Linked DNA regions of Mus musculus: all the other regions are linked to region 1. A link is a contact called in public Hi-C, HiChIP or PLAC-seq and promoter capture Hi-C data. All regions are on one chromosome and are shown on one strand. Each heading gives the region's core, a stretch centred on a gene start, on an enhancer-like site or on the middle of the called end of the contact. The rest is flanking DNA. Distances are from core to core; before and after follow the strand shown. Region 1 holds the start of Mob2 (MOB kinase activator 2). Region 2 holds the start of LTO1 (ABCE maturation factor). Region 3 holds the start of Lrrc27 (leucine rich repeat containing 27). Region 4 holds the start of Fadd (Fas (TNFRSF6)-associated via death domain). Region 5 holds the start of Spef1l (sperm flagellar 1 like). Region 6 holds the start of Zfp511 (zinc finger protein 511).

Region 1 (5,181 bases), core at 1,405-3,904:
TGAACTAGGCATTTGGGTTGGCCTTCAGTGCAGTATCATCCATGGAATGAAGGCTATGGTTGAAACCAGGCAAGCTATACCAGCCAGTGGACCACAGTCCCAGTATGTTCAGTCACACCTCACTCTCCCCTATTTTCCACCTACACAGTGATTTCATGAAGGATCACTTATGCCCTATTTTGTAGACATTTATAAGATGTTTATGTGATCTATGTTGTAGTAACAGGTGAAATCCATATATGATGGTGGTCCCATAAGAGTTTAATGGAGCTGAAAACTCCTACTGATGTTACAACATCTTAAGTAATCCATCACTTCTGTTTGTGGTAGTACTGGTACAGATGATCTGTTTAGATACCCAGAACCCAGTGTTGTGGTTACCTACAGTGCAGTAACACACTATACAGATTTGTAACTCAGGAATAACAACCTACACCATGTAGCCTATGTGCAAAAGGCCATAACATCTAGGTCTGTGCTTGTTGACTTTAGAACATTTGTGTGACAAAACGGCATAACTAGGAAGTTCTCAGAATATATGTGCATCATGAGGCAACACATGACCAAATTATTATTCTCATTACAATGAAAAGGAAATAGGTCACGAATGTCAGTGCATGCCTTTAACCCCAACACTCAGGAGGCAGAGAGAGGCAGATCTCTCTGAGTTCAAGGTCAACCTAGTCTACAAAGCAAGTTCCAGGACAGCCAGAGCCATTACACAGGGAAACACTGTCTCAAAAAACAAAAGCAAAAAAGAAAGAAAAGAAAGGAAGAGGAAAGGGAAATCGAGGGCTGGAGAGAAGCCCAGAGTTTAACAGTGCTTGCTGCTCTTCTACAAGACTGGAGTTCAAGTCCCAGGACTCACACCGAGTAGTTCACAAATACTTGTAACTTTAGCTCCAGGAATTTGATGATCTCTTCTGGCTTCTGCAGGCAGCAAACATACATGGTACATATACACACCTACATTCATACCCACATACACACTCACACACACCTTTTTTTTTTAAATACATATAAGAAAAGAGATAGAGGCACAGGCCATTAAACAGCTCGTTCAACTGTCCCACATTAGAAACTGGAAGAGACTAGCACAACTCATGACACCCAATCTAGTGCAGCAGCTGATGGCAGATGGTGGCAGTCAAAAGCAGACTAGCTCACCAATGACTGATGCTCCTCGGAAGCAGTGGACAAGGCCACACTGCAAGGTAATCAGCTGACGTCTGGCTAAAGCAAAGTGATTATGGTGTGGGGAAGTCATCCAGTATGACTGGGCATCCATAGGAATAGAAACAGAGGAGAACACAGGCCTGATTTTTCTCCTCCTGATATGGTCTTGACTTGGGACTTTTCCCTCTCCAGATCTTTCATTATTATTTCAGTTTCATCTCAGGTATTTTTTGCTGATAAAACTGCAACCCCACCCACTCCCAGTGCCTGACTGTTCATGCTATAAAGAAGGAATGGACTGGACATTTCCCAGCATCCTGGAATGGTTCTTTGGGGAAGGTGAATCCCATTTCAAGTATATGACAGCTGTATTACAGCAGGCAGTTGGCCTGAAGGTGTTATCTGTCTGGTGCCTGATATTCATGACACTCTATTGAAGACACTAGTGAGTTAGGTTGTTGTGATCCTTCTGCTCAACTGTGTGCTCCTGCAAGCATCTCTCCAGTGTAGAGAATAGAGAGTCAGCCTTTCAAAAAGTATTCAATGAGTTCCTAGTACTGGTCAGGCTCTGGAAAGAGCGGACAATAGGAGAGATACCCTGGATCATGAAGAGACTTACTCGCTGGAGAGAAGTATCCTGGATAATAGAGGCTCACCCAGGAGCCAGAGGGTACAGCACATAGAGGAAGGGAACAGATGGGGATTGAAGGGGACAATCATGTCCACTGGGGCGGGCAGCTGGGATGCAAATGAACGGCCAGCAAAGCTAAGGGACACAGAAGAGGCAAGTGTGGTCAGAACAGTTCTGGCAGAGGCACTAGGTGTGGGCAAAAGATGATAACAGTGGGAAGATGGACATCAGGAGGGATGTAAGCAGCAAGGGGTGAGGCACTGCAGAGGAAAGGAACACATCCTGCAGAGCAGAGGAACTCCGATGTTCCAGCCTGGGGGGTCTGGATACTCCCAGGTCTGGGATACTGGGGTCAGGGATACTCAGGTCCCAGGAACTTCAGACTCCCACGGGTCTGTGCATTCCACAGATTCAGGCACGCTGGTGGTAAGGTTCACTCCTGGGGTCAAGGCACTCTATAGTGTCCTAACACTAGAGGTGTGCAACACCGGGGTCACTCTAGAGACACCGGGGGTGTGATACTCCAGGATCCAGGGCACTGCGCAATGACAGGCAGTTTGCGAGTCCGAGGCACTCTGGAGTTCCGGGCGTCTGGGTTTCTGGGGCCCTCTGAAGTTATTCTCACTCTGGTGATCCAGAAACTCTGGATGGTCTTCAGATACAGGATGCTCCTGGGTCTCGAAGCCCCGAGGTTGGCGATGGGGAAAGGTCCTGACACTCCAGAACAGGTACTCGGGACATCGCCGCAGGGGCCGCTGGGACTACGCGTCCCAGCAAGCCGTGCGCGCGTCACGTCCGGCAGCGGGCGGGAGCCATCGAGTGTTTACTTCCGGCCGCCGGCGGGGCTGAGGCCGAGCGAGGCGCGGGCTCCGCGCAGCCATGGACTGGCTCATGGGGTGAGTGGCGGAGGACGGCGTAGCGCGGCGCTGCGCGGGGCGGCGGCGAACGTAGGGAGCGTAGGGCGGCGGGCAGCGGGTTCCAGGAGGGGCCGGGGCACGGAAGGACGGCCAGCCGCTGCGGGGTGCTGGGAGGCCGGGCAGGCGGCCGGCCGGCCGGCCGGCGGGAGAGAGGCCCGGTCCCCGAGGCGCTGTCCCGAGAGGCCGCGGTCCCTCGCCGCGAATCGACGGGCCGCGAGTCGGGCACCTGGCACTGTCGGTCGTCGGTCTTCGCGGGGCCTGCGAAAGTTCTTCCGCCCAAGTGACTTTCTTCCAATTTACTTTTGAGGAGAGTGAGAGGCGGGCGCTCCTAGCCGCGCGCGCTCTCCCGGCGGCTCGGTTCTCGACCCTGTGGCGGTGTCCGCGGCCCTGCTGTGGGGTCCGTATAATCCTGCTGGACCACAGAGAGAGCCGGCCTTCGGCTTCGGCAGTACGAGGGCTGCGCGGGACTCTGGAGATAGAAGCGGGGAAGGCGGAGGAAAGTGTAGTGGTGGCACTGTCAGGACGTCTGAGGCTGTTTGACCTCCCAGTGCTGCAACCTAGGGAGACAGCGGACTAAGTGAGCAGCCCCAGGGATAATCAAGAGACTAAGGGAGGCCGGGAGCCACATAGTGCCACTCAGGACGTTAAGTGTGGGTGACACGGGGGACTAGGCGGAGGCTCATCTTATTTCTTCAAGAGGAAGCCCTGTCACTGGTTCCTATCTGCTTCCTAGCTATGTGGTCCTCTCTAGACTTTTTTGTAATGGATCGTCTGTCAGATGGAAGCTGTGAAATCTGCAGTACAGGTTTACTGAAGGGTTAACTGAGGTAAGGGCCAGCACATGTTTTGCATATGGTAAGCTTGGCAGATGTTATGTCCTGGCCTTTAACAAGGTCTCTGAAGCCCAGGGGTTTTAAGCATAGGACACATATTTGAAACCAGCCTATTCCAGACCATTCTTCCTTTGTGCACTTGTGGAGAGGGCCAGCACTTGACTATAACTTGGCCAAGGTATGGTTTCACTGCAAGTGAACTAGATCTGTCAGCTTGGTGACTGAGGAAGCTGACCACTGCTGTATGTGTAATTTTTCCAGGCTCATACCCATCCAGGTGCTTTTTGCTTGGAGGCTGACCAGAAGCCAGTCGTTAAACTCCTCTGTCCCTCTTTCATAGTATTACTATAAAAGTAGGAAGAATGGAAGTTGCAGAGTGAGCCTTCAGAGGACATCCCCCCGCGCCCCCCCCCCCCCATCTACTCCACTTTGTCTTCTGATCCCTGGTGAGAGCTGACAAAGTAGTCGGGAGTGAAGCCATTTTTTGCTTCAGAGTACCCACTGTTTGCTCAGGGCTGAAACTCTCTCTGTAATTAACCATTTAAGTAGTTTTTCTGTCTGGAAGAATAGGACAAATGTATCATCTTTTATTGTGTCTTGGTCTTGGTCTTTTTCTTAATTCAGACCATCCGATATCAATGAGGGGTTTGGAATGTTTCAAGGTTTGTTTGTTTGCTTGCTTATGTTAAAGTAAAGGTTTTGTTAATTACTTCATGTTGGGTGAACCCAAGTATGGGTGCAAGAGTAGAGGTCTCTTACAGAAATTGTTAGAGCCAACAGGGAGGTCTACAGAAGTTTAAGTGGAAAGCTACATCTTTCTCTTAGTTGGGTGAGGATCACGCTGGGACTTTGAGCATCTCACAGCCTTATCTTTTGTGTTCCAGCTGCTCAGGAGGAAGGGAGGCCCTGCAGGGAAGCATGCTTTGGATAACCAGAGCAGAATTTGGCACGTTGGGACTTGATGGTAAACCTGCTGGGACTTTTCTGGAGAATGTTGTAGGTGTGGCTCTTAGCCACCTCTTGTCCTGTAGGTTTCCTCTGCTTGGAGAAGCTTTGAGCTTGTTAAGCAGTATATATAGTCAGGCTCCCTTCATTCTTTATTAGAAAGGGTTACAATTTTTGTGTAGTGGGTGTTTGTTCTGTTATGGACAACCACGTGCAGGGTAACACCCAGGGGAAGCTGCTCAGGATTTGGAAGAGAGAACCCCAACATGTTATGGGATACTTTAGGCAACACTTGAATCTTTTCTGGGGTAAGCATTTAACCAGGAGGTCTGAGTGTAGTTTGAATTTTATCTAGCAGAAAGCACAGTCCAGAAGCCCCTTGGAGTCAAAAGAACATATTTTCTCCTCTTCCCACTGATGATAGTGAGTTTTCCCTCCTGCCTGGCCACCTTAACTGAACCTCTTCCCTCTCCAGTAGTCTCTCTCCAGCCTGCTACTGAGGCTCCCTTTCCGGGTGCACCTGACTCTTATGAAGCCTTTAGATCTCTCCAGTACAGGTAGAAAGAGATGAAACCTGGTGTAGGCCATTTGATACAGTGTATATTTGAAGGTCTACTCTTGCTCAGCTAACAGATAAAGCTAAATGGCCTCAGGCCTTCCAGCCTGTCTGGGGCAGCCT
Region 2 (5,181 bases), core at 914-3,413, 2.9 Mb before region 1:
CACAGGCTACTTGCTTTGGAGTGTCATGAGGACACCTGAGCAGAGGATATCAATTAGATGGTGTGCTATCTTAGGGATAGATCCCTGGCCCAGCCAGACCTTCGGATTAGACTGGAGCCCTTCTGACACATGGCTTCTTCTGACCCTAGGTACTGTGTGACATAACCAAAGATTGTTACTTCAGAGACCCATAGATCTGTAGGGACCTGCTTTGTGGCATCAGGTATCTGACACTATCATGACCTCTTCTGCCAGTCAGGATCAGGGATCTGGAAGAGGGAGCTAAGCAAGGACAAAGACAAGGGAAGAAAAACTGTGGAGCCTATGGGATGTCACAGTGAACATGGCACACATCTGGGTGAGGCCGGAACTGGCTAAAGATATGAGACAGCGCTGTGCTACTCCATAACCAACTTTGGTGACTCTGTGCTAAGGATTTTCTGTCTGGGCGATGAATCCACACCAAAGGCCTTGTAGTGGGGAAAAGGCAAGATGCTGTGAGGAAAAGTTCAATGCCTTTGTTCTTCTCCTCAAGGCACTGTTTCAAAGCCATGGCCTTATGCATGCTGGTGCATGCTCTGCTGTTGAGCCACTTCCCCAGCCTGGTTTTTGGAGACAGGATCTCACTATCTAGCTGAGGCTTGCCTAGAGTTCCCTGACTGTTGGGATGACAGGTAAGGACCACCACACTCATCTATGAAGTCACTTCTAGGCAGCCCTCTCACTTACCTCAGACCCAATCTTGGCTCCATGTACCATGCCATACCGCTTTCCTTCAACGATCCCCAAGCTACTGCCTTCTTCATAGCCTTCCTGATATCCCTCCCCATGGAATCTGTGATAAAGAAACACACATCATCAGGCAAGATACCTCTTCCTGCCTTGTATTATCCAGATCCCACTGGACCCAGCAGTCTGGGTAGTAGGAAAAGCTTAAAACTCAAGTCACAGAATACAGCTTCTAGGTCTAGCTCTTCTACACCCTGGCCCATTACTGTGCCCATTAGTCCCATTTTTGAGGCAGTATCTCACTGTGCAGCCAAGGCTGGCCTCCAATTCAAGCAGCCCTGCCTCTAGCTCTTGAATGCTGAGATTACAGGTGTGTGCCACCATCTCCAAGAGGAGCCCTGATACATATGGGCTACATTCTGTGGCAAACACTCTACTAACTGAACTACAGCCCCAACCCCTAGAAAGCCAGGTTATCATCTGTAACTGTAGGTAGGCTACACAGATGACTACCAAACCCAGCCGAGCACCAGAACCCACAAGGAAAATGTAAAGATACAAACTCAAGCAAGCTCGGAACACACTAGGAATCTACTTTTGAAAATGTAGGTGTGAGGGTAGGTGCATCTGAGCCTACATGCCATCATAACTCAACCTGTTTGTTTCTAAAACACTCCAAGCACCCAGGACTCCTCACACCTCTGTAGAGGTACAGAAAATGTCCCCAAGATCAAGACAGTATGCCACCACTGGGATGCTCTGGGTAGGTGGGTATTATTGTGTCTAAGAGTTCAACCCTCAAACTGGCAATAAATTGCTGCCGGCGCTGTTGAAGGAATGTTCTGGAAGCCCCCATGTGAGGCAGTGAACAGCTCCCCATTTGGGGGCGTGGGCATCTGCCAGGACCCGACTCCCTAAACCGAGCCTGAGCAGTCACCCGGGGAGGTACCCAACCCACAATGAGCAGCCAGCCTGGAGAGGCCAAGATGACCTGGGCCACCGTCCCGCCCAGGCGTTCCCTGGGGACTTTTCAGGATCCAAAGGGGCCTGCCCGACATATCCATCAGCAGACCCATGAATACCGCCGTATGTGCGGCAATTAAAGGACAAGAAAAAGTGGCAGCTCGCAGATGGCGAAGGCGGGTATCCCCGAGGACTGCCCAGCAGCTGCCGGGGCGGGGCGGAGCCGGGTCTCTCTGCCCACCTCTCATCCGCCATCACGACGGCGTCAAATATGTCCTGCTCCACGGCCATGGCGGTGTCTCGGCTCTCCCCCGGCCCTCGCATTCCTTTCATTCTGTGTAGTAATCGCCAACTGGCGAGACGCGATCACAAACGCCCGGATTGTCAGAATGAAGAAGACACTTCCGTGTATGCCGCGCGGAGCAGGGCGGGTAAGGACGGCAAGCTAAAGAAGCCAAAAAAAAAAAAAAAGCCCATCCCACTGCGCATGGGTAGATGCTACATGGGCGGGGCTAGCCCGAGGGAAGCCTTGCTCCTCCTCCTTGGTACCGCTCGCTCCGTGGTGGGTGGGGCGGGTCAGGTCGCTTGGGGCACGTCGTCTGGGTCGCTCGCGGTGTCCAGACGAACCCTGCTTTTATTTTCAAAATCCAAACAGATGGGACCGAATTCACAAACGTGGGTCTTAAAGAAATGAGAAAAGTTACCAAAGATCTGGCACAGGGGCGTTCCCAGGAAATGGAGGAAGGGCCCAAGGGGCAGGCTTCAAGGAGGGAGGAGTATCCGGCATCCTCTGCTGTCACCGGACTGTCAATCACCGCATCTGTACACTGCACCGGACCCTCCCTGAGGGCTGGAAACGATTTGATACTGCGATATCCTAAAGGGCAGATAATAAATATTGCCCCCAGACATGAAAATGCCCTTGGGGGGGGGTCTTTGAAAATGAAAAAGGTTGTGTGTGCCAGTTACCTTGTTTTTTTTTGGTCTTTTTGTTATTTTGTCTTTTTTTTTTTTTTTTTTTTTTTCCAGAGCTGAGGACCGAACCCAGGGCCTTGCGCTTGCTAGGCAAGCGCTCTACCACTGAGCTAAATCCCCAACCCCGAACGCTAGCACTTGCTGCCAGTATTTAAAGCAAAACTGAAGTATTTCATACACAGTCAAGTATCAGGTGGTTCCGAAGGGCTGGCCGGCAGGAGGAGCCACTTTGTCCAAGCGCTCCAATCTCACAGGCACCCACTCTTCAAACAGCAGAAATTGAAGTTAGTTTTCTCATCATTTCCATCAGAGATACCTTCCAAAGTATAGTTTTAAAGAGTATTCCACAGTACAGTAAGTTCCTTAGGCAACAATTGCTAACAAGTTAATCAGCTCCTGTATAAAAGAGACCAGAGATACAACACTGTAATTGATGGAGGGCTGAATAAGTAAACACGCCACTTGAACTGAATTTCATCTGTGCAAATGAATCCTTAACTATAACAAAATGCTTTTTGAAAATGAGAACTACTGTGTCAGACAGAAGAGAGAAGTTTGAGTCTGGTGATGAACATGATGGCATGTTGACTGAAGAAGAGATAAGCCTGGAGAACAGCCTAGAATGTCTCCTAGGAGTAAAACTTCCGTGATAAAAATAAAATCACAAACTTCAGGAAGGATAGAGCAGTGAGCACTCGCCATGACAGGCAAGTATGGTTTCTCAGGAAAATAAAGTGAGTCCCTCACACTCTGCTCACGCTGCTCACACTGCTCATCAGAAGAGTCTACACCAAGTAAAAAGTTAACCACAAAAAGAAAAAGGAGGCCAGGTGCGGTGGCAAAGGTCTTCTTTTAATCCCAGCACTTCGGAGGCAGAGGCAGGCAGATTTCTGAGTTCGAGGCCAGCCTGGTCTACAGAGTAAGTTCCAGGACAGCCAGGGCTACACAGAGAAAACCTGTCTCAAAAAATGAAAAGAAAAAAAAAGATGTGGGTACAAAACAGATTCATCCTGGAAGCAGGGACAGTGGCCCCCACTTGTAAGCCCCATGTGGGAAGCTGAGGGAAAAGAACTGCCATGAATCTGAGGCCAACCTGGGCTACAGAGTGCATTCCAGACTGGTCTGGGCTGAAGAGTGAGACCATATCTCAAAACATAAAATATAATTGTTTAGAAATAGATGAATGAGCCGGGCGTTGTGGCGTACGCCTTTAATCCCAGCACTTGGGAGGCAGAGGCAGGCGGATTTCTGAGTTCGAGGCCAGCCTGGTCTACAAAGTGAGTTCCAGGACAGCCAGGGCTACACAGAGAAACCCTGTCTCGAAAAAAAACAAAAAAACAAAAAAACAAAAAAAAAAAGAAATAGATGAATGAATGAATGAATTCATCCTAACAGGAGAAAATAGCAAGCTAATGGGCCTTTTGTATGGCACAGAACTGAGCAGCAGGTGTCTGGCCTTTAAATTGGGTAGAGTCCCAGGAGGAACAGACGGAGTCCACGGAAAGAGCAGCCAGAAGTAGCATCTGCCTTCTGAGATGGTTAAAGGCCCTGAGCCCTCTGTTTGGTGGAATTAAAGGGAACTTTCATTGTTCACCAATGTATGAATTTGAGCTGACTTTTGGTCAGATGGTTCAAAAGGATAAGAAGGTCATTTGAAAGTCTGTCCGCTTTGACCTGGTAGTTTAATTTTGTTTGATTTTTGTCTGTGGGAAGTAGTCAGAGAACTGTGGAGATTTGACACCCTATAATGAGCACTGTGGTGAGACTTGTAAAACCTAGCTGGATCTGGTGACAGCCACGGAGAGCAAAGCTGTCAGGCACTAGGAGACTCACTTAAGTTCACACTAGAAAGATGACAAATGCTGACCGTGGCCACCTCAGGATTCAGCAATCCCATGACCTTTGGACTTCTTCCCATGTTTATACAATGCACATCAGTTACTTCTGGATGTTAACCCCCCCCCCAAAGACATGTATATTTTAAAGGTGAAATGAGGTCTGTCCTGTGCTATTCCTAAATGTCTTTTACATTTTTACTTTTTTTTCCTGACTAAATAAAGTCACAAAACACTTGTAATACAGAGAATGGGGGAAAAAAGCATGCAGAATAATGTATTTCTTCAGCCCTCTGATCACTTCTTTCTTTTTGTTAATACTGTTATGTTTCCACCCTGGTTTTTCCCCATCAATTTATATCCCCCTTGAAAAATATACCCAGCCTTATGCTTTCAACATGCTCCCAGGACAATTCACTTATTATGTGTTTAAAATACAATCCTGAGGATAAAAGTTATTAGCTGAAATAAAATAAAATGTAGCTTTTGCAATAAAAAAATAGTTATTGTTGAGGAGAAAGAAGGGAGGACCACTTACAGATAAAGCCTGTGTCTACAATGTAAAATTTGGAGGGTGGGTTCAAGACAGGGTTTCTCTGTGTAGTCCTGGCTGTCCTGGAACTTGATCTGTAGACCAGGCTGGCCTTGAACTCACAGAGATCTGCCTGCCTCTACCTCC
Region 3 (5,181 bases), core at 1,545-4,044, 2.8 Mb after region 1:
TGGCAGCAGCTGAAGGAGGTAGGCCCTGTAACTAACCATGCACTCCCCCTGGGAGGTGATGATACCCAGCCAGGCAAGGCCACAAGGACTGCTGAATCTGAGGCTGCTTTGGGTCACACAGCAGGACCTCATATACAAAAAGAGGGCCAAAGTGCTTGCTCCTCTCATGCCTTGAGAGCAGATGTGGGCAGAGTTACCTCAGTGCTGTGATGTAAGTTTCTGACAAGGTCTTTATGCATTTTACTCTGTCATCTTACCATATACCACAGTACTCTTTCTAAGTTCCAGATGAAGCTGAATGCAAGGACATTCTGTGACACCAGGGCAGTGCCAACAATGCCGGGGCATCCTCTATCCTGTCTGCCATCATCAACACTGCTTGCTCCAGAAAGCACAGGGGCAAGGCAACTTTACTAGGGAGTTCCCTGAAGGCCGGTCTGACACAAAGGAAAGCTGTGTGTAACATCACGAGAATGAGAGAAAATTTTCAAGTGTTTTCAGAGTGCCCGGGGAGTTCAGAAGAACATGTATTTTAAATCAGAGACCCAGGGTGTCTGGGCACTGATCTCCACCCGACTTTCTCATGAAGAAACACAACCCATGGTTGGCAAAGAGCTGCCCCATCCCGATACCTAGCTCTCTCTGTTGCCTGGCACCGCATCTCAATTGCTCTTTGTTGTGATCAGCCAGTGAAACGCCAGTGAACCCTCTTGCTCCTTCTAGAATTCACCTCTCTGAACAAGAGGAACAAAGGGCCAGAGCTGATTCTGCTGCTGGCTGCAGGCACGCGTGCATCCTAACCCTCCCAGCATCTGGACTTACTTGGAGGTTGGGAATTTTAAAGAACTTTCCCAAATGGCGCAGGCCTCTTTGACTCAGGTCTAAAACTGGTGAGGAAGAAAAGATGACCCCTTCAAAGTCCATTTGATCATCACCCTCTCTGGAAAAGTGATCGGGGAAGCTCTTGGTGGCGGCAGCAGCATCATCCTTGAGATCTTTAGCAGCCTTGGGGTCTTTAGCAGCCTTCTCGGCCACTGCTTGGGGGCTGGTGTCCTCCATGTGATGCGCTCCAGTGGCCACTGCTCATCCTTCTTGGTATGGAGTCACCTGGAAACAAGGGGGGTGGGGGTGGTGTGTGTGTCTTAGCAACCAGAAGTCACACGGGGGTGGGGGGGTGGGGGGAGGGGGGATGGACTCGAGTTGCTGAAAAAGCAACAGTACTATGAATTTAGCTTTAAACTTGTAAATGCTGGGACATAAGGAGGTACTGGTTATATTCTTTGCTCCTCACGCTGTACCACAAAGTTTGAAGAAGAGAATGACAATTATGATTCGAGAAGGGGGGCTCAAGTAGTCTGGGCTGGCCTCCAACTCACTGTGGTGAACTTCTAACTCCTGATCTTCCTGTATGCACCTCCAAAGTGCTTAGATGACAAGCAAACAGCCACCTGACTACAGTCTAACTGGAAGATACCAGTGGAAACAAGCATCCAGGATGAAAACACCGGGGGACTTTTCAAGTTTGCAAAACACCTGTAAGATGGGAAGAGATAAGACAGTTTCCTATTTCCACCCTGGAAATTCCTCTGCTTCTTGTATCCAAGACTCTGAAGTCAGGAAGCCAACCCCTGCCTCCCACACTGGCCCAGACCAGACCAAAGAGGTATCTAGGTGGGCACTAGGGAAAAACCTGGGCAATGACAATCTTGCATCTTAGTTCAATAATCCTGTTGCTTAGCCAGGGTATTACTTGCAAAACCATCCAAGCAAAGAGGATGGCTGAAAGATCTGCCAAATGCTGGCACACTTTCCTAGTTTCACTCTCCTTTAAGGAGCGGGTGACTTTTCAGTTAAGGAGCTGGTCTTAAAGGTGTACAATTCATGGGGAACCTAGGTCTGCGTTGGCAGGAGATATGCCACCCCCCCCCCCAAGCTGGGTAATGGGTCTCCCTAAGGTCTCCAAGCCTTTGCATAGTCTACGGCTTATTGTATTTTTTTTCTACACCTTGGAATTAGGAGGAAAGATTCTGCCTCCATCAAATTACATTGTAAGGAAAATGTGTGGACAAGAGGGAGGCAGGGGACTAGTGATGCTGTTTCCAGACTGGGCTGGTAGGGGAACTCGACTTTTGGACCTCAATCCCATCTTCCCAGGTGCGGCCACTGTAAAAGGGTAGGGGATCTAGTCATAGTTCTCTCCCACCACCGCGCCATCAAAGGCTGACGTTCACAGGACCCCCAGCAGACCAGACTCACTGCTCTGTGAGTCTGTGGCGGTCTCCTCAACCCAACCCAGCGTCTACTCCCGCCCGCCAGACTGTGACCCCGCCCCACAACCTGGTGGCCGGGTCCCATCCAGTGCAGCCGGCTAGCGGTGACTGACGTAACAGCTATCCCACCCTCCAGCCCCGTTGCTCTTCCCCGCCCACCTGCGACTCCGCCCTGACACGTCGGCTGCCCCGCCTCCGAGAGGCTCAGGCACCACCTAACAAACCAGCGAGCTGCGCGGTTTACCAGGTCGCCATGGAGACGCTGCTGCGGTACGGAGGCCGGAAGGCATCAAGTCGCAGGTCTGGCTTGGGATAGCTTCGGTGCGCGTGCGCTTACCGCCTCTTATGCTGGAGGTGGGCGACAAGGCCAGAAAGAAACTTCGAGAGGATGGGCTGGTGGATTCGGGGAGGGCTTGGGGACCCGAAGGAGGTCGAGTGATGCTTCTGCTGACCAGACCGTCTTCCAGGGCCATGGACCCTCGGGCCTCAGGCCTCTGGAACTGACCGCTGCCCTCCGCGCCTGCGCAGAAGCAGCTGCCGCAGTGCTGCGCTCTCGGCTTCCCAGGCTGGTGCCGGGTTTGCTGGCCCTTTTGTCCTGGGGCCTGGATCTGCACAGACTCTCCTAGTGTGGAAACTTGGAGGCTGTCCTTTTCCATTTAGAAACCTGCAGAGCAGGGTATTCTGGGAGGCAGGTCAACCAAGTCCATAGACCCTAAACCTTTAGAGAAAAAGGATCCCTCCCGAAAAGAGAAATTACGGGAACGTGGTAAACTGCCTTAGTATCAGATCTGGTGGGGATAGAAGGCCCGCTGCGGATTCTAGAGGATCCTGACCAATGAAGTGATATGGGTCACTCCTTTCTGGGGGCCAGAAGTTGAGATCTTAGCAATTTCCACCGTTTTTAGTGAGTAATGTGTCACACACAGAGCAACATGACACGTCATCAATTCTAAGGGAAACTATCGGAAATGAACTGGCCTGGACATTGAATTATGCCCTTAGCTAACGTGCTCAGTGATATAATCTTGCTAAACATTTTTGAAGTAGCAAAGCAGGATGGAACTGAAAGTATAAGATGGGACCAAAGTGGAAGTCTAGATCCAAAACAACAGCAAATTTTGTTTACTCAGGCCAGCAAGATGAGTTAATGCTTAGAACCTAGGTAGGGGAGAACCAATTCCACAGAGTTGTCCTGTGGTATCCCCTATATGAATGCAATAATAAATTTAAATAATAGAATAGAATTTTCAATTCATTTACTAATATATTCTTTAGGACTGAAAGTGAGATGGGAGTAAGTTGTAAGAAAATATCCCCAAACAAGAAAACAAGAAAACCTAGGAAACTCAAGAGTTGTGGGAGCCCAGTAGCCCTCTGATCAAATGTCTCCTGATGTCCCTTCAACACTGCAGAGATGGCGGCTGGCAGCTGGAATCCCCCCGAGTGTTCCATTGGTTACAGGTTGCTAAAGCTTGGGGTCAAGAGGTGCTGTGAGGAGCGTTAGGATACAGAGCAGGCAGGGCATTCCTGCCTGGCCACACAGGCCATCAGAGAGGCCCCTTTCTGGTGGCTCTCAGTGGAATGCTTGCCACGTACTCATGGGATCACCAGAATCCATTTAAAAAGTTCAGGTGCAGCAGTGTATGCCTATAATTCCTGTTCTTGGAGACAGGCAAGCGGATTCTGAGGGCTCACCGGCCAACCAGCCTCAACCACTGTGGAGCTCTAAGCCAGTGAGACCCTGTGTCAAAAAACAAAACAAACAAGTTAACAGCTCCTTAGGAACAACACCCATAGTTGACATTCAACCTCTACATATGTACATATACCCACCCACATATGTGTGCAGATATGTACACACACACATGCACACGCACACAAGTACACATGCTCCACCTTTCCTGCTACTAGGAAAATAGAATTATATCCAAAATTAGACATTAATTTATACACATTTGATTGGCAAAATGAGATGCTTGGTGTAATGGTCATGTGCTGGGAACTGGTGTCCATAGGCACCTCGGGGAGCCACTGGGTACTCCAGCCTAGCAGCATCTCAGCCCACTGCTTCATCCTACGGTTGTCTTGAGTTTTGATTTCCTTTAGAAGCCCATAAAATTGGTTTTTGTATCTGGTAGTTAATTATATGTAGGAACTCATCTTGCCTTTTTTTGTGCTCACTTTATTACCCAGCTAAACCGCCTCTGTTGAGTAGTTCTCTTGGCAAGTGTTTCTGGGCTATTCTCCTTAAGCTTATGAATGTAGCCTCTTTGTTTTCATCTAATTCTTGAATGACTATTTAACTGGTACGGAGTTCCTTGTTGACAACAATTTTCTATCAGAATTTTAAAGATATTGCTTGCTGGCTGCGGTTGAAAAGGCTGCTGCCAGCCCCATTGCCATTTCAGTGAAGGAAGCTGAAACCCTTCCGAAATCTGCATCCCTGTGTTTCTAGGTGCATACCAGGTTTCATTCTGTGCCTGGTGGGGACTATGTCCTGTGCTCAGGCTCTTGCCAGCCTTTTTTCTGCCATTTTATTACATGTCTACACCCTGACCTTGACTCACATTGCTAGCAACCCCTCACTATTCCCCCCTCCCCTCCTCAGAATGGTTCTTCCTCAGACTTACCCAGCTCCTGCCATGGCCATCTACCAGCTCACTAAAGCTTTCCCCCTGGGGTGCAAACCTCATTTTTCATGTCTAACTCTTTTCTCCTCTCTCTCTCTCTCTCTCTCTCTCTCTCTCTCTCTCTCTCTCTCTCTCTCTCTCTCTCGACATTTGTTGGCAAAATGGGACACTTGGTGTAATGTCCATGTGCTAGCAATCACAGGGTCCCCCTGCTGGGAACTGTGTCTGTAGGCACCTTAGGGAGCTACTGGGGACTTGAACACAGGAACTATAGAGAGTTC
Region 4 (5,181 bases), core at 1,624-4,123, 2.5 Mb before region 1:
ATCTAGAGGTACATAGTGAGACCCAGCCTCAAACAAACAAACACAACAATAACAACAACCTCTGCAAGGAAAGGCAAGGGATGGCAGAGCTGAGGAAAGCTCCCACCTAGCATTAGTGGAGCAACAACACTCAAGAAAAGACAAACTTGGAGACAGACAACCCTAGAGAGGAAGGCAAGAGTTCTAACCATCATCAGCACAAACAAGGGTGAGTTTACCTCCATGAAACCAGTAAGGGATGTTCAAGCTCTCCCTCCTTCCCTCCTTGTTTCTCTCCTCCCTCTCTCCCTTTGTTCTTTGTCTTCCTTCTTTCCTCTTCCTCCCATCCTGACTCCTATCCACCCCCTTTCTTTCTCTTCCTTTCTTTACCTTTTTGTTTGTGTTTGGTTTTGTTTTAGACAGGGTTTCTCAGCCTGGGCTGACCTAGAACTCATTCTGCAGACCAGACTGGCCTCGAACTCAGACTTCCATCTGCCTCTGCCTCCTGAATGCTAGGATTAAAGGCGTGAACCGCCACAGCTGGCTCTCTTCCTTCCTTTTGGTGTCTGTTGGGATGGCCTCCGGCTCATCTTGGTTCAGGGACTTTCAGTGCTCCTCCCTCATGAAGAACTTCTTTCTGGAAACCTTGTTCTCCCTGCTGTAGGAGCAGCCAACGTGGAGTATGGTGGCATGACTAGGAATTGCATATGCTCTGGGCATTTCACAGCTGTGAGGTGGGAACCTGGCTCTGTAGCACCCTGCTTCTGTATGTCCTCTTCTCTTCTGGACAAGGATGGTGGAGGCCATTCTTGAGAGGCGTGTTCTGGTCACCGCCACCAGAGAGGCTTTTTCCCCTTTATTAGCACAATGGAAAGAAAAATACATGCACCTGATTTTATCAAAATTATGAACTTTTAAATTGCAGGATCTTATGAACAGACTGGAAAAGTAGTGCACATGATGTGGAGGTGTTTACAGAACACACATCTAACAAGAGATTGACATCCAGAACAAAAATAAACTGGACCTGGTGGTGCACACCTGGGAGGTGGAGGCAGGGGGATCAGAAGCTTAAGGGTCATCCTGAGCTACATGGTGTGAAGGGGAGTAGTTCTGGAGCAGCCTGAACTACATGAGATCTTGTCTCAAAAGAAACTACCATAGAGGAAAAACTATAGACTCAACAACTATAGGCTCTCCAGGGAACCCCCAGACTTTCAAGATTGGATTCTGACTATTGAGGTTTCCAGCTTCTGGGATTGAATCTCCTCTGCATTTACAGGATACATACACTCAGCCCCCTCAAGTAAGCCAGTCCAGTAAATTCACTTCTGTTGGTCTGCTCCCCTAAAGAGCCCTCCCCCAACCTAGTAAAAATGTGTTCGTGTGTGTGTGTGTGTGTGTGTGTGTGTGTGTGTGTGTGTGTGTGAGAGAGAGAGAGAGAGAGAGAGAGAGAGAGAGAGAGAGAGAGAGAGAGAGACTGTAGTGCCCAGCAGAGACCAGCAGAGGGCCCCTGATTCCCCTGTCTGTAGTTACAGACAGTTGTAAGCAGTCCTGCATAGTTGTTTGCAACCAGACCCAGATCCTCTGGAAGAGTAACAAACGCTCTTAACCTCGAGCCACCTTTCCAGCCCCATTTGTCATTCTATACAGCCTCAGCTGTCTGTCTGGGCTACAGCGTGAGACCCTGTCTCAAAAATCAACCAAAGCACTGAACTTTAAATGGGTGAATTATAAGTCAATCTAAAAAAATATAAGTCAACCCTGCTGGGTATGCTGTGCATAACTGCGCCCCACTAACCTGGAGCTCAGCCATTCAGCTAGAGTGCCTGGCCACTGAGCACCAGGAATCCATCTGTCTCTGCCAAAGTTGGGGTTTCAGATGGGCACCTCCTTGTTCGTCTTTTTATGTGGACACCAGGATCTGAGCATGGGTCCTCAAGCTTGGGCAACAGGCACTTTTTAACTCATGAGCAGTACTTGGGTGTGGCTGTGGAATCAGTGTATTGTTAACGAAAGCTCAAAGCAGGGCAGTTAGTGTCTCTACAACCTCCGGCACACATCAACTTTTTCTGATGACAATATTCCAAATCCTCTCTTCTACTCATTTTAATATACATATTATTGGCCTGGGGGAATGGATTGGCGGTTAAGAGCACTGTGTTGCTCTCACGGAGAACCTGGATCCACACAAGAGTTCACATCCAAACGGAACTCTAGTCCTAGGGGTATCCATGCCCTTTCCTGTCCTCCGTGGGCACTTGAAGACCTGTAGGAGCACTAAACCACCTACAAATGCTCATACATATACCAAGGAATATTTAATGGTTTTTATATGTACGAGTATTTTGTCAGCATACCACAAGTGTGCTTGCCAGAAGAGGATGTCAAAGCCCCTGGAACTGGAATTACAGATGGTTGTAAGCCATCATGTGAGTGCTGGGAATTGAATTCGTGAAGGTCCTCTGTAAGAATTGCCAGTGCTCTTAACCCCTGAACTGTCTCTCCAGCCCATAAGTAACTCCATCCATCTCTCTCTCTCTCTCTCTCTCTCTCTCTCTCTCTCTCTCTCTCTCTCTCTCTCTTTCCTTCTTTCCGGTGATAGAACATGATCTGGCAGCCGTAGGCATCTGCAGCTGCTCTTCCAGCCCCCCCCCACACAGTAGGGCTGCGCAGCTCCTCAGAGCCCCAAGAGGATCCACGTTACACTTCTGGTGAACAAGATCTGTTCTGCCTCGGGGTGAGAAACGCGCGCGTAAGCTGAAGTCAACGCAGCTCAGCTGTCAAAGCTACTACAACAGCGGATGCCAGCCCGGGCGGAAGCGGTTACAGCCACATCCGAAGCGCATGCGTCTGATTTGGACATCCCGCGAGACGCTGGGCGGGAAAGCCTAAGGTGATTTCCTATGTGGGATCGCTGAGGGGCAGCCCGGCGTACCACTGCCATGGACCCATTCCTGGTGCTGCTGCACTCGCTGTCCGGCAGCCTGTCGGGCAACGATCTGATGGAGCTCAAGTTCTTGTGCCGCGAGCGCGTGAGCAAACGAAAGCTGGAGCGCGTGCAGAGTGGCCTGGACCTGTTCACGGTGCTGCTGGAGCAGAACGACCTGGAGCGCGGGCACACCGGGCTGCTGCGCGAGTTGCTGGCCTCGCTGCGCCGACACGATCTACTGCAGCGCCTGGACGACTTCGAGGCGGGGACGGCGACCGCTGCGCCCCCGGGGGAGGCAGGTGGGCAGGGGGCGGGGAATGGGCGGGGAGGCCTGGCCTCAGTGCACCCTCCACTGGCTCCGACTGGGATGGACTCTAGGGCACGCCCACTTTTTTCAACCGCTTGAGCCGGAAGCTGGGAGGTCTTGTTTCTTACTGGCAGTGCCAAGGTTGAACCCAAGGGTTCGTGCCACTTGCCCAACCCCAGTATTAACTCGCCTCAGACCTGCAGTGCTTCGTTGGAAAACTCAGCTAAGAAGTGAATGTGACTAAGGCATCTTAACCCCAGTGAGGGTAGCGTTGAAGAGTGGGCAGAGGTCACGTGTGCCGGCTGCTCGGCACCATTTCCGTAGTGGGAGTGCCTGTGTCCAAGACTGCCCTTCCTGGCCAAGGAAAGATTGCGCGGCGGCTGTGCTCTCTGGTCCAGAGTGCAGTGTCTGGTTATCGGCAGTTACTTCTGTTTTGCGTAGAGAGGAGGCGCTATGCCTCCCCATAACGCACAGTGGATAGCAGCCACAGCTGAGCAACACCAGGCTGGCCTTGGGATGTAGATACAGATTAAGCATATATTAGACACTTGATCACTTGTGACAAATACTCGAGAAGCCATTTAAAGGGGCAAAGGTTTATTTAGTTCCTGGTTGGTTGTCACCGTTGCTCTTTGTCTACAGTGACACAGAACATCAAAGCAGCTGGAGGGCCTGTGGAGTAAAGCTTCCCACTGCCGGTGTGTGCAAGATCCACACGAAAATGGATTGTGTATTCACATCTCCAAGGCATTCCAATGTTTGTTATTGTTACAGGAATCCAGTAAAGGGTCTTCAGCCACTGCCCAGGGCTCCCTACAGAGATTACACCTTGCCTGTGTCTAAGCAGGGGCTCCAGAGTAGCACAGAGACAGATCTTTTGTGGTGTCTGGTCAAACCAGCAAAGGTCACAGTGTAAGATGTAGCTTTGGGGACTTTGGCCAACCCACTATTGAGCGGGGTGTTAGGGCAGCCCTGCTTTTTCCCTCTGACACTCCAGTCCTCAGTTGACAGTCTTCTAAGCCATAGCTCGCTGTGGCCCAGGCTGAGAATGTGGCTGGGCAGATCAGGCCACTTTGGGTATCTTGAAGTAGCTCCTGTGCTACTTAGTGTCAGCACAGGACCTGAGTGGCTTTGAAGTGATGTTGTCTTCGAAGTGCTCAGGCCCATGCTTGGTGGCCGGTAGGGAGACTTGCCCCAGCTCCTCAGTCAAGTCACACTGCTCTTTTCCCTCCTAGATCTGCAGGTGGCATTTGACATTGTGTGTGACAATGTGGGGAGAGACTGGAAAAGACTGGCCCGCGAGCTGAAGGTGTCTGAGGCCAAGATGGATGGGATTGAGGAGAAGTACCCCCGAAGTCTGAGTGAGCGGGTAAGGGAGAGTCTGAAAGTCTGGAAGAATGCTGAGAAGAAGAACGCCTCGGTGGCCGGACTGGTTAAGGCGCTGCGGACCTGCAGGCTGAATCTGGTGGCTGACCTGGTGGAAGAAGCCCAGGAATCTGTGAGCAAGAGTGAGAATATGTCCCCAGTACTAAGGGATTCAACTGTGTCTTCCTCAGAAACACCCTGACAAGCCTACAGCTCCTCTCAGGAGTCACTGTGGACTTGATCACACCATGATGTAGCACCAAGTGCCTTTTGTGCCCAGTGCCAAAAAGACCTTGCTGATCCAGGGCGGGTCCCCTCCCACCAGCTCCTGGAGTATATCTGTATCTACGGAACCTCTGCTCCCTGGGCTTTCGGAACACATGAAGGTTCCCCGTCGTGTTCTCCACCACTGCTCCTCCCCCCCACCCCCCCAAGAGGTCTCTGGTCTTGCAAGAAGGAAGTTGAAGCTGATGGCACATGTGCTGACTGCAGTTTGAGAGCCTTCTTCTTGTTCCTTGGGGGAAGACACCATCTCAGTTAAGATCACTTGGTTGCCTTACAGTTGGCCAAGAGGACATCTGTCTCACATCCTTGGAGG
Region 5 (5,181 bases), core at 947-3,446, 2.1 Mb after region 1:
CTTCCTGAGTAATGGTTTTATGGGTATGAGCCATCACACGTGTGATTTTCTGTTTTTCCTTTTTTTTGGGGGGGGGGGCGGGCTAGGAGGATGATTTTATTTCTTTTTCTTACTTTTTTTTTTTCTTTTGAGACATGGTATCACTATATAGCCTTGGTTGGCCTCTATGTAGACTGGGCTGGCCTCAAACTTATAAAGTTCTGCCTGCCTCAGACTCCTGAGTGCTGGGATTAAAAGCATGCACCACTGTGTCCGGCCAGGGACTAATTTCAGACTTATATAAGAGCTGAAAAATCCCTTTAATCCCAACACTTGGGAGGCAGAGACCATTGAATCTCTGAATTCAAGGCCAGCCTGGTCTACAGAGTGAGTCCAAGATAGCCAGGGATATACAGAAAAACCTTGTCTCAAACAAAACAAAAGGAAAAGAAAGAAAAGGAAGAAAATGTCATCCTAGTCACAGTCCCGGCAGGCAGAACGGAGCAGGGTACGGGAATCCTGGGCAGGGATGAAAGGAAGCTGGGGGGGGGGGGGAGGGAAAAATGTGTCTAAAGCCCATCATGCCATGTTACCATCCTCTTTAACAATGTGGAAACAAAACGGGTTTTCCTAGTTAATTCTTTCCTTTTGAGCTTCTAAAGACCCATGTTCTGAAAGCTTCAGGGCAATGTGTGGGATACTGGGGAGGCCGCAAGATGATTGGCTGGGACAGTTAGCCAAGAAGAGGAGCTCTGCCAGGTTCGGGCTTTATCTTCCTAGCGGTGAGGCCATGCAGATGTTTCCTACTGAGCTGCGTGCAGACAGAAGCCTTCCAGGCTAGGCTGGAGCTGAGCAGGACAGCCTCAGGATGAAGCTAAGGGCCGTACTTGGCCTACTTAGGAGATGCTCTCAGTCAGCTGTGTCTGGTTCCTCCCAGGTCAAGCCAACCTTTGCACCCCCGACACCACCAGTCAAGCCCGGGACTGGAGGGACGGTGCCTGGAGCAACTCAGGTGAGCCTCAGAGGGAAGGGGAAGGGGAAGGGGAAGGGGGAGTCCATCTTGCAGGAACCCTCCTGCTGACTGTGGCACTGTTTCGGAGGGTGAGTGGCTGTTTTCATTTTCTTAGCTGGTAAGTTTTAGTGACATTTGAAAAAAAAAAAAAAGAAAGAAAAAAAAATCCTCAATAACAGGCTTGATGTCTGCTTTATAATTTGCCAGAACTTTCCAGTGCTTGCGGCTTTCGGGGGCTATGGAATTTTCCTTTTCATATGGCTAGTCTACAGTATATATGAAATGCTAGTACAGTCATCTTGTGAGGTCGGGCCCATTCTGTTGTTAGGGGAAGTGGAAGTCTAAATTTAAAGAACTGGCAATGGGTATTTTCAGCTGGACCTCTCTCTTATCAGGTCCTCTTTAATATCGATTTCCTTTTTTTCTTGGCAGGGAGCTGGTGAGCCAAAGGTTGCTCTGAAGGTCCCCATCCAGAAGAGGTGACCAGCTAGGGCACCCCAGGGCCATCGTTTGTGGACGTTTGGAGATACCACTGCTCCTATAAATGTGTTCCTTCAGCAACACCACAACCACCACCCAGGCTGGACCTGCACACGCTGTTCCTACCTCAGGAATAATCTTTCTGTGGCTCTTGCTGTCCAGATGCCCTCATGAACCAGTGGCCTCTCACTGGCCTTGGCCAGCTTAGACCATACATCTGCGTATGCTAGTTGCTAGGCAGGGGCGGTGTACCCTGCAGTGGGCGTGATCAAGTCTGTCTGTCTCTGGGTGGACAGAATGCCAGGAGTCCCCTCCCAGCAACTTCTGCACTGGCCCTCACACAGTGACCTCTCTCCAAGGCACAGTTCCTGTATCTACATCCCACTCGTGTATGAGACTTAGGAAAGGAAAAGACGTCGTTCTTGGGGTGTTGGGACAAGAAGTTGCCGTCATCTCCGGATTGAAACAGATTAGTTGTTGAAATTATGACTAAACACTATTCACTAATAAAGATTCTATTTTATCAATAGATTATAGATCACATTCTACATGGCAGTTTGTTTTTATTACACCAGATCAAACAATTTCACCTACCATCTCCCTTCGTTTTTTAACCATCCACCTTGATTCAGCCCGATCTCTGGGCGTGCAGGAGGACCAATCCTTCCTGGGATCGAGGGAGGGACCAGCGCGGTTAGGGCCCCGCCCCTTCCGGCTGTGCCGCGTCTCCCAGCAACGGTCCAAACCCGCCAGGTTTCTTCCGCTGTGTTTCTCTGCTGCACACCCACTTCTCTGCCATGCTCAGTGCTTCCAAGCCGAGCTCAGCTTCGTTCCTGCCAACGCCTGGGGATATTCATAACCTCTGCGCCTGGCTGGACCGGCTCCCACTCAGCCGCCCCAAGCGCCACTTGGCTCGGGACTTCAGTGATGGTGGTGCGAGTGAGGGCGAGGCGCTATGGGGCGGATGATGAAGAGGACTCAAAGCTGAGGGCCACCCTTGCCTCCAGCCCCCTAGTACGGGTGTGGGTGTTGGGGGAACGGAGCGGTTCTTGAGTCCAGACTCGTGCTCCTTAGGAAAGGTAGTAGCAAACAGGGCCTCCTGTGGCTCTTCCAGCTCCCCCTGGGCTCTCACGCTGTATTAGCTTCCCAGGCCATCCTACCACTTGGTCTGACCTGGAGTCTAGGTGCCGTGCCAGACTCGGGGACAATTATGGGCTCCCCAGGAAAAGCTCGTGTCCTTCCCACTCCATTCCATGCATCTCATGTGGTCAGGGATTACAGTTGCAACCCAGGGTCTTGACCAGGCAAGCCAAGTTCCCCTCGCATTCCCACAGTGCTGGTGGCCGAGATTGTGAAGCACTTCCGCCCTCGGCTGGTGGACTTGCACAGCTACGTCCCAGCCTGCAGTACAGACCAGAAGCTGAGCAACTGGAGCCTTCTCAACAGGCAAGGCCTGGGAGCTCAGCCCACCTAGGTTGACCCCGGGATGCTCTCTCCAGCCATGGGTCTCTGACTGCCTAACTGTGGGTCCTTGCCTATAGAAGAGTACCACAACCAGGGGTACTAGGGCACTAGTACCCCTAGTACCACTCCTGGGGGTGCTAGGGCAGCCTATCAGCTAGCCTGCTCCCTTACGGATCAGTAGAGTTTTACTTCACCTCCCCAAATGTCCTCAGACAAGACTCTGCCTGTGTATAATAAGTGATCTCAAGGACAGAGTCGGGCAGATATGTCTGATGTAGTCCAATCACAGAGGGCCCTCGGGAAGTGTCTGAGCAGAGCAAGGTGGAGAACCTGTGTGGGCACCCCCAAAAGACTGGCTCAGATTGGAATAGAAACATTGCTGGGCTCAGGCCTGGGTCTAATCTCATGGGCTTATGTTTGAGAGGGAAGAGATGAAAAGAGACCTCAAGGGAGATGATCATGCTGAGAGGGCCCAGCTGCAGGTTTCCAGGTACTGTTGAGCTGTCTCAACAGGATTTACCGAGGGCAAGCCAGTAGAGAGATGAGAATGAATGCAGAGAACATGGCCTGATAGAGCACCCCATGTTCTGCGATCTCCTGAGACATAGCTCCAAAGGCCAAGAATGAGATAGCCATGCGCCACTCAAGTGCAGGGCACAAAGGGGCTCTCTGAGAAAGCAAGATGCTGCCCAGTGGCTGGAAGGCATTGCAGGGAGCATAGAACTTCAGGGAGGGCTCAACTCCCAGTCCTTGATGGTACTGCTTTGAGAATGTGCTCCTACCTTCTTTGCAGGAAAGTCTTTCGCAAGCTGCACTTGTGTATCTCAGATAATGATATCCAAAGGGTGGTATCCAACAGGCCTGGAGTTATCGAGTCTATTCTATGTGCACTGAGGGAGAAGATGGAGGCCAGGACTGTTCATGTAGGCTCAGCTGGTACAGCTGTAAGTGTCTGCACATCAATTCAGCATGCAAGTCTGCTGTGCCTTCTGCCCTTTGCACTCAGTCAGACAATCCGTCTGTGTGAGAATAAAACAGAGAAATGAATGTCCCTGTGGTCCAAAAAGAAATGAAGTCCATACATGAGGCAACAGGCCTCACTTAGACTCATTCCTGACTTTCCTGCTGATCTTCTGGAAGGGGGGGGGGGCTCCCGAATTTCCTTTCCAGCCAAATCCACCTACCCTGGGGCAGTGAAAACACTTAAGAGTTGCTCCAAGTACAACCAACCCAAGTGCTTCCCGCTCTTCTCCAGTTTCCATACTAACCCCACCCAGAGTTTGTAATGACCAAACAAATTCAGCCCAGCTACACTTCACTCCCCAACTTTTGTACTTTGCAGGATCCAAGACACTCTGCTGTGGATGCTGTCCGACCCTGGCGGGATCTTACCCCCAACCCACATACCTCTAAGATGCAAGATCCTGATGTGGATAACAGCAGCTTGTCAGAACCCCTCTGGGACTCCGGTGGAGAGCACCACTCTGTTCCCGAAAGCTGGGTCCATGATGTTGAACTCCCAAACCTTCAAAAGAAGGCAGGTATGCTCAGGCGCATCCTGGGCCCAGAGAGGCTAGTGGGCTCCTGAGGAAGGCATAATACTTAGGGTCCTGGCTCCATCAATACCCAGAGAGCAACCATTCAAGGGGCAGCCTGTGAGCTATGCAGGGAAGCCATTATTCAAACAGGAGCACCATTCCTGAGGTTTCCAGAGCTATGCAAAGGTCCCTGAAGGCAGGATAGGACCAAGTCCTTCCATGATAACTTCTGAGTCTGCTTTACCGGCTATGGATCATGTCCCCTCCCTCGTCCATATGTCCGTCCTGTCACTAGTGGGTGCCTATCAGAAGCAAGGTCCTGAGCTGATGGTGTCTATTTGTCATACAGGCCTACAGAGCCCTCCAGCCCCCTCCAGCACGAAGATCCTTCAGAATCAAAGGGATTTGGAGAAAATGGGCTGCTGTGCTTGCAGAGGGTGGACCTTTATCTCTCAAATTCTCCCCGCCCACCTCCTTCTGCTCCCTAGCCTGGACTAAAGGTCAGTGTTTACCTTTCAGGGACTCAATTGAAGGGCTCTGGGATCACCTGGTCAGCATCCAGCAGCAGCTGGAGGATAAGGAGCAAGCACTAGCCATTCTGCAGGAGACGGTCAAGGTATGGTCCTACTGGGCATCCCTTGCTTCCCGGAGATTCTGAGCTGCAAGGATGCAGAGGGACCCACTGCCCCAGCTTCACACTCCTTGGCT
Region 6 (5,181 bases), core at 1,017-3,516, 2.0 Mb after region 1:
AAGCAGTTATAACCCATCTGAGGGGGATATTGGGAACCAAACTCTACTACTGAGTTATAGCCCAGCCCCCAAATGTCTTTCCACGAGGGAGAGATTTACTAAAATCAACTAGATAACATAGATTCTTGCCACTACTTCCAATGAGCTAATCCAGCTCTGTAGAAATCGACAAGTATTGAAGACTCAGATCTCCTGAAGCACTCCACCGTGCAATGGGGCTCTGCATGATTGAAAACAGACTCCAATTCAGACACATTTTATTTGTTTGTCTTTGTGTGTGTGCTTAGGTGTATATACTCATGTGTGTGGTGTACGTTTATATGTTGAGGACCAAAGACAACCTCAGGTGCCATTTCCTAGGAGCCATCTACCTGGATGAGACGAGGTCTCTCACTGGGACTCAGAGCTCACAGATGAGGCTAAGCTGGCTGGCCTAACTCCAGAACTCTCTGTCTTCACTTTCATGGTGCTAGCATTGTATGGTGCACGCCATACTTGGATTTTTAAGGTAGGTGCTAGGGATTGAACCGCAAACTTATGCACTTCACAGAATGAGCTGTCACCTCATCAATGCACTACCAAAGGATCATGGGAGTTCATGGAAAGGAGTCACTTTTTAAAGGAAGCAAAGAAGCATTATTCTAAAAGTTATTCCAGGAATTATTCTCCTTAGGGCAGTCTAAACAGTCATGCTAACAGACAGCTTTGTTGGCAAGTTTATAAAAGTAAGCAGAGAGAGAGAGAGAGAGAGAGAGAGAGAGAGAGAGAAACCCTAGGGGGTTCCATGGGAGAAGTGTGAAGAGCACACAGGGGATTCCATGGGAAAAGCACACACACTTGGGACAGTCCCCAGTGCCCTGCTGGTAGCATCAGAGGGCCATGGAAGACACCACACCAGCACAAGCACTTGCTAGCACCTCACCCTCTGCTCTGTTAGTGTCCTCACTAAGATTTGATTACAGTGTCTGTTCCCAGGCTTAAGACTGGGGACAGTCACAACTGGGTCCCTCACGTACCCTCTGTTCGTCTTGGGCTTATCAAATCGGAAATCCGCAGGGTACAGGTGTAGCCTCACCATGTGATCCTTCCGGTCTTGGCTGGTCTTGAACTTCTCTGGGCAGCTTTCAACCAAGCACTGGTACTACAAAGAATAAAGTGTCACCTCTACTCTCACCCTGCCCTAAGCCCTAATCCCAGTCACCACTGCAGATGCACCCAGTGCAGTCAGCACCCACCATGTCTTGCCTCTGGGCCAGGATCTGAAACAGAGAGTCGTGCCATTCCAGGATGTGGACATCCAGCAAATGCCCAGAGGGGAAGGCACGGTTGCAGAAGGAGCAGGTGTTTCCATGCATCATGTGGTAGTGGTGCTGGTAGTCTTCTATGGCGGCAAACACTTGGCAACAGCCAGCCACCTGACAGGTGAACTCAGGCACCCTGGGAAAGGAGGTGTGTCTCTTGGAAGAATGTTTCCCCCTTCCCCCAACTATCCCAAGGCAGGAATTCCGGCGGAACTTCTTACCCATATTCCAGCTGAGCCTGAAACAAGAAGAGCGCTTCTTGTGCCACCCCAAACCTTACTAACAGACTAGGGGAGGGAAGTCCAGCCAAGCCATGCTCCTGTTAGGGCAGGGTGGTGCTAAGTGGATGCTACTCGGGTGTCAACTGGGAGGGGTCGGAGTCCCAGGGTGTAAGCGGACGAGAGAGGAGGAATCAGGATAGCGCTAGCAAGCCGAGTAAGGCCTCGAAGCCAAGGTGCTCACATGGATTTTTCCGGCGTCTCGGACACTTGCGTGAGCATGTCCTGCAAGTACAGGTGCCGCTGCACATCCCCATCCTACAGAAGACACGCGTCAAGAGCTGTGGGTGGACTCCGGCATCGAAGCCACGCCCTACAGCTCGGAGCCACGCCCCAACCCATAGAGCTGTGTCCAGCCCCTTGATCCGGTCCACAGGTCCGGTCCCCACAAGCCCCGCCCACAGCGACAGTCTTGCTTCTAGGCCCCTCCCTGTGGGGCTCAGGACATCTTCCGCCCGGGTTGTCACGCACCTCGAAGAATTCGTGATCCCGCGGGAAGCGCACGGCACGCGGCGCGAATCGGAAGGGTGCCTCCCCAGCCGCAGGGTTCCTCTCCACGGGCAGCGGTTCGGCTGCCCCCGGCTCCCCGGCCAGGCGGGAATATAGTGCAGGGGGAAGCAACATCACCACGGCCGCCGCGGCCCTTCGGCCACCGTCGGAGGGGTGGTGACGGACGTGACGTCTACTAACTTCCTGTGGCGACCCTGCGGGGCGGGACGCGACGCGCGGAGGTGAGTCAGGGCTGGGTCTGTGTTGTGGCGGGAACTGGTCGGAGAAGGGCGGGGCTGGAGCCGGGCGCGGGATCGGGTACCGGAGCCAGGCTGGCCTGCAGCGGGGAAGAGCCTGATTCTCTTGGGCCTCTGCCGCCGGCGGTTCCGTCCGCCAGCCCGGGCTTGTCTCGCTCCACGGTGCGACTGCCTCTCTGGCTCTTTCAGTCCTCTCCAGGAGTCCAATTGGAGGCAGTGGCCTTGGGAAGTTCGTGGTTAGTGTGACTCCTCTCTTGACAGCCCCGCGGTGACTGCGGTGCTGGCCTGCGGGTTTTCTGCATCTGCTGCTGGTGCTCGGGGTTCAGGGGTGAAGGGATCAGGGCCTGCTGCAGTAGAGACAGGTGTGGAAAGAAACCCTAACCTAAACAAAAAGACGATCGAAACGTGCGGCTGACACTTTGAGGGGCTTTAACTTTGCTCCTCTACCAAAGTAGGTCACCCTCCCCCAGTATGAATATAAGTGTCAAGAAAGAAGGGACGCTACTGTTTAATAGATACAAATGAAAGCCTTTTGGGATTATTCTCCCTCTCTCTCAGCCCAGGCCTTGCTCGGTCTGTTTCTCTTTCTCTCTGTTCTGGATTCTTCCAAATGTCTCTGGATGTTTTCTCTCTTATTTATAGTAAAACCTTCCCCCTAAGGAGAGGGACCTGGGGAGCAGGGAGAGGCACGGGCGGGGGGGCGAAGAAGAGAAGGAGGGAGGGATGAAGGAAGGAAAGCCTTTCTGTAATTAAGCCCTGGAAATGAGCGTTTCTATGTCTTTAGACAGCTGCTTATGACCAGGCGTGATATCATCTCTCTCACTTTTGTCTCTGTAAAAGTATTTGGATTCTTGACATTTTGCAAATGATAAAATGTTTTTGACAGGCCATGTCTTGGTTAGGTGTTTTGTTTTGTTTTTTGTTTTTTGTTTTCGAGACAGGGTTTCTTTGTGTATCCTGGCTGTCCTGGACAACTCACTTTGTTAGACCAGGCTGACCTCAAACTCAGAAATCCACCTGCCTCTGCCTCCCAAGTGCTGGGATTAAAGGCATGCGCCACCACTGCCCGGCTTGGTTAGGTGTTTTGTTTGGGGGCTTTTGTTTGTTTTTTACTGTGTAGTCCTGGCTTGTTCTGAGACCAGACTGGTCTTGAACTAGGAGATCTGTGACTGTCTGTGCTTCCTAAGTGCTGGGGATTAAAGGTGAATGTCTCACACACACACACACTCACACACACCCAGGCCAGCCTGCTTTCTTGCTCAGGGGGTGGCACCCCCACACACAGTGATCCAGGCCTTCCCCCATTAGTCATCAATCAAAGAGATGCCCCATAGGTATTGATTACAGGCTAAATCTGATAGAAACAGTTTCTCAATGGAGATTCCATCTTCTCAGATATGTCTAGGTTTGTGTCAAGTGTACAAAAGCCAACCGGCACAGGCTGGTTTTATTATCTAGGAGCCTGTAGTGGTTCTCAACCTTCCTAATGCTTCGACCCTTTAATACAACAGTGCGTGTATTGCTGACCCCCAACCATAAAACTATTGCCTTACTACTGTTACGAATCATCCTGTAAGTACTTGATATGTAAGATATCTGACACGTGATGCCGGTGGAAGAGTTGTGGGGTCTTGACCCACAGGTCGGGAACCTCTGCTCCAGAATCTTCCCTCTTCATACCTCTCTACCTCCACCCCAACTTTGTTTTAATCATTGGCCGTTAAAAGTATGCACCTGACTTGCTCATGATTGGTTATGCCAGACTTGCTAATAAATAAGTTGTGCTTCCTCTAGAACATCTGTGGTGATTAATAGAGATAGATACCCAGGGATGTCAGAAGGTCAAGCAGGCAGGCTGTTAAGACTCGGTCAGCCTTCTTTACAGGTGTACCTTTCAACTGTAGCTTTGTCTCCCTGTATGTAGGACAATTGTATTAACATGACTGTCCCTGTCCCTTGCCAGGTAACTGCCAAGAGTGTCTCTCCTGAGACATATCTAAAGGCTTAAAGGAAGCTATTTAGAGATGAGAGAAGCCCCCTTTCTTGTAACTATCTGCAAATCATGAACAGTTTATGGTTTAAGACCTGGGTATGGCCTTAGGAGTGGGAAGTTTTAATATGTCTGGACAGAGACAGTAGCCTTGGCCTGTGCCAGCTCCCCCAAGGGCAAGATCGTTGTGTCTACCAGGCAAGGGCCAGAAAAACTCAGATAAAATAGCAGATCTGCCCCCTGGTCGCCCAGGGTCACATGACGATGGACGGAAGTAGGAGAACCAGGCTCGAGGGGTCCATTTCAGTGATTTACCTGGTACAACTGGCTCCTTAAGTGGTCGTGTAAGCTGGGAAACAGTTGGAAGCTCTGTGGGCACGGGTACGGCAAGATCTCAGCAGAGTTTTGATAGACCAGCCTGCCAGGGAAGGGGAGAGGCTGGCGGTTGACGTCACCTTGGCAATGGTCTTTCTGACAAAGGCTTGAGTCAGTCGGAACAACTTTAGGTTTTAATGTTATAAACACCTTTCTTTCTGCCTTCAGGAAAACTTGGTTATGTTGGTGTCTCAGAGCTAAACTATGAGCGAATTTCGGATTCACCATGATGTCAATGAGCTGCTCAGCCTGCTCCGCATCCATGGCGGGGATGGGGCTGAGGTCTACATTGACCTGCTGCAGAAGAACCGGACGCCGTATGTCACAACCACAGTCTCTGCCCACAGTGCCAAGGTGAGCACCTACTTCTGATACAGGACCGTAGGGGCCCAGAGGTACGGGGCCATGGGTGAGGGTGCTCATCCTAGGGCTGTGGGGATGGAGGCCTGTCCCTCATAGCCTCAGCAAGGCTAGTGCTGGGCCAGCAGCAC

The links. Promoter capture Hi-C pulls out the DNA fragments that hold promoters and counts their contacts. A called contact is a pair of places that touch in the nucleus more often than the background predicts. HiChIP or PLAC-seq counts read pairs in DNA pulled down with a chosen protein or histone mark. Capture Hi-C pulls out chosen DNA fragments and counts their contacts.
Region 2: a contact with region 1 is called in a Hi-C map of B cells, with 6 read pairs. The contact joins the promoter of LTO1 here to the promoter of Mob2 in region 1. A contact is called at or near these places in 2 of 39 promoter capture datasets (liver and pre-B cells), 2 of 484 Hi-C or Micro-C datasets (B cells and CD4 T cells), 1 of 115 datasets of contacts at active chromatin or transcription factors (double positive thymocytes) and 2 of 9 other capture datasets (adipose tissue and liver).
Region 3: a promoter capture Hi-C map of liver shows a contact between it and region 1, with 2.7 times the contacts expected there. The contact joins the promoter of Lrrc27 here to the promoter of Mob2 in region 1. A contact is called at or near these places in 2 of 39 promoter capture datasets (liver and pre-B cells).
Region 4: a promoter capture Hi-C map of pre-B cells shows a contact between it and region 1, with 6 times the contacts expected there. The contact joins the promoter of Fadd here to the promoter of Mob2 in region 1. A contact is called at or near these places in 2 of 39 promoter capture datasets (liver and pre-B cells) and 1 of 115 datasets of contacts at active chromatin or transcription factors (regulatory T cell precursor).
Region 5: an H3K27ac HiChIP or PLAC-seq map of double positive thymocytes shows a contact between it and region 1, with 5 times the contacts expected there. The contact joins the promoter of Spef1l here to the promoter of Mob2 in region 1. A contact is called at or near these places in 2 of 39 promoter capture datasets (liver and pre-B cells) and 2 of 115 datasets of contacts at active chromatin or transcription factors (double positive thymocytes and large pre-B cells).
Region 6: a promoter capture Hi-C map of adipose tissue shows a contact between it and region 1, with 3 times the contacts expected there. The contact joins the promoter of Zfp511 here to the promoter of Mob2 in region 1. A contact is called at or near these places in 2 of 9 other capture datasets (adipose tissue and liver).

Annotation. Positions count from the first base shown.
Region 1 is chr7:142,058,507-142,063,687 of GRCm38.p6, reverse strand. Mob2 (MOB kinase activator 2) reads left to right here and starts at 2,654. Exons shown (of 5, transcript NM_028308.2): 1 at 2,654-2,703. The coding sequence starts at 2,687.
Region 2 is chr7:144,912,082-144,917,262 of GRCm38.p6, reverse strand. LTO1 (ABCE maturation factor) reads right to left here and starts at 2,163. Exons shown (of 4, transcript NM_001357869.1): 1 at 1,934-2,163; 2 at 730-835. The coding sequence starts at 2,025. It overlaps Bc1 (brain cytoplasmic RNA 1), which reads right to left and starts at 2,793. Exons shown (of 1, transcript NR_038088.1): 1 at 2,640-2,793.
Region 3 is chr7:139,210,601-139,215,781 of GRCm38.p6, reverse strand. Lrrc27 (leucine rich repeat containing 27) reads right to left here and starts at 2,794. Exons shown (of 11, transcript NM_027164.1): 1 at 2,515-2,794; 2 at 823-1,107. The coding sequence starts at 1,059. It also overlaps a transcript of Stk32c not described here.
Region 4 is chr7:144,580,133-144,585,313 of GRCm38.p6, reverse strand. It overlaps Fadd (Fas (TNFRSF6)-associated via death domain), which reads left to right and starts at 2,873. Exons shown (of 2, transcript NM_010175.6): 1 at 2,873-3,210; 2 at 4,454-5,181. The coding sequence starts at 2,925. The coding sequence ends at 4,785.
Region 5 is chr7:139,975,770-139,980,950 of GRCm38.p6, reverse strand. It overlaps Spef1l (sperm flagellar 1 like), which reads left to right and starts at 2,196. Exons shown (of 7, transcript NM_001033465.3): 1 at 2,196-2,404; 2 at 2,806-2,917; 3 at 3,729-3,879; 4 at 4,278-4,476; 5 at 4,823-4,910; 6 at 4,993-5,089. The coding sequence starts at 2,269. Adam8 (a disintegrin and metallopeptidase domain 8) reads left to right here. Exons shown (of 24, transcript NM_001291066.2): 23 at 917-991; 24 at 1,424-2,019. The coding sequence ends at 1,474. Gm16201 (a long non-coding RNA gene) reads right to left here. Exons shown (of 5, transcript XR_389973.3): 4 at 4,343-4,460; 5 at 1,971-3,954.
Region 6 is chr7:140,033,476-140,038,656 of GRCm38.p6, reverse strand. It overlaps Zfp511 (zinc finger protein 511), which reads right to left and starts at 2,266. Exons shown (of 6, transcript NM_027201.1): 1 at 2,051-2,266; 2 at 1,764-1,837; 3 at 1,236-1,437; 4 at 1,017-1,141. The coding sequence starts at 2,203. It overlaps Tubgcp2 (tubulin, gamma complex associated protein 2), which reads left to right and starts at 1,983. Exons shown (of 18, transcript NM_001286007.1): 1 at 1,983-2,310; 2 at 4,859-5,044. The coding sequence starts at 4,895.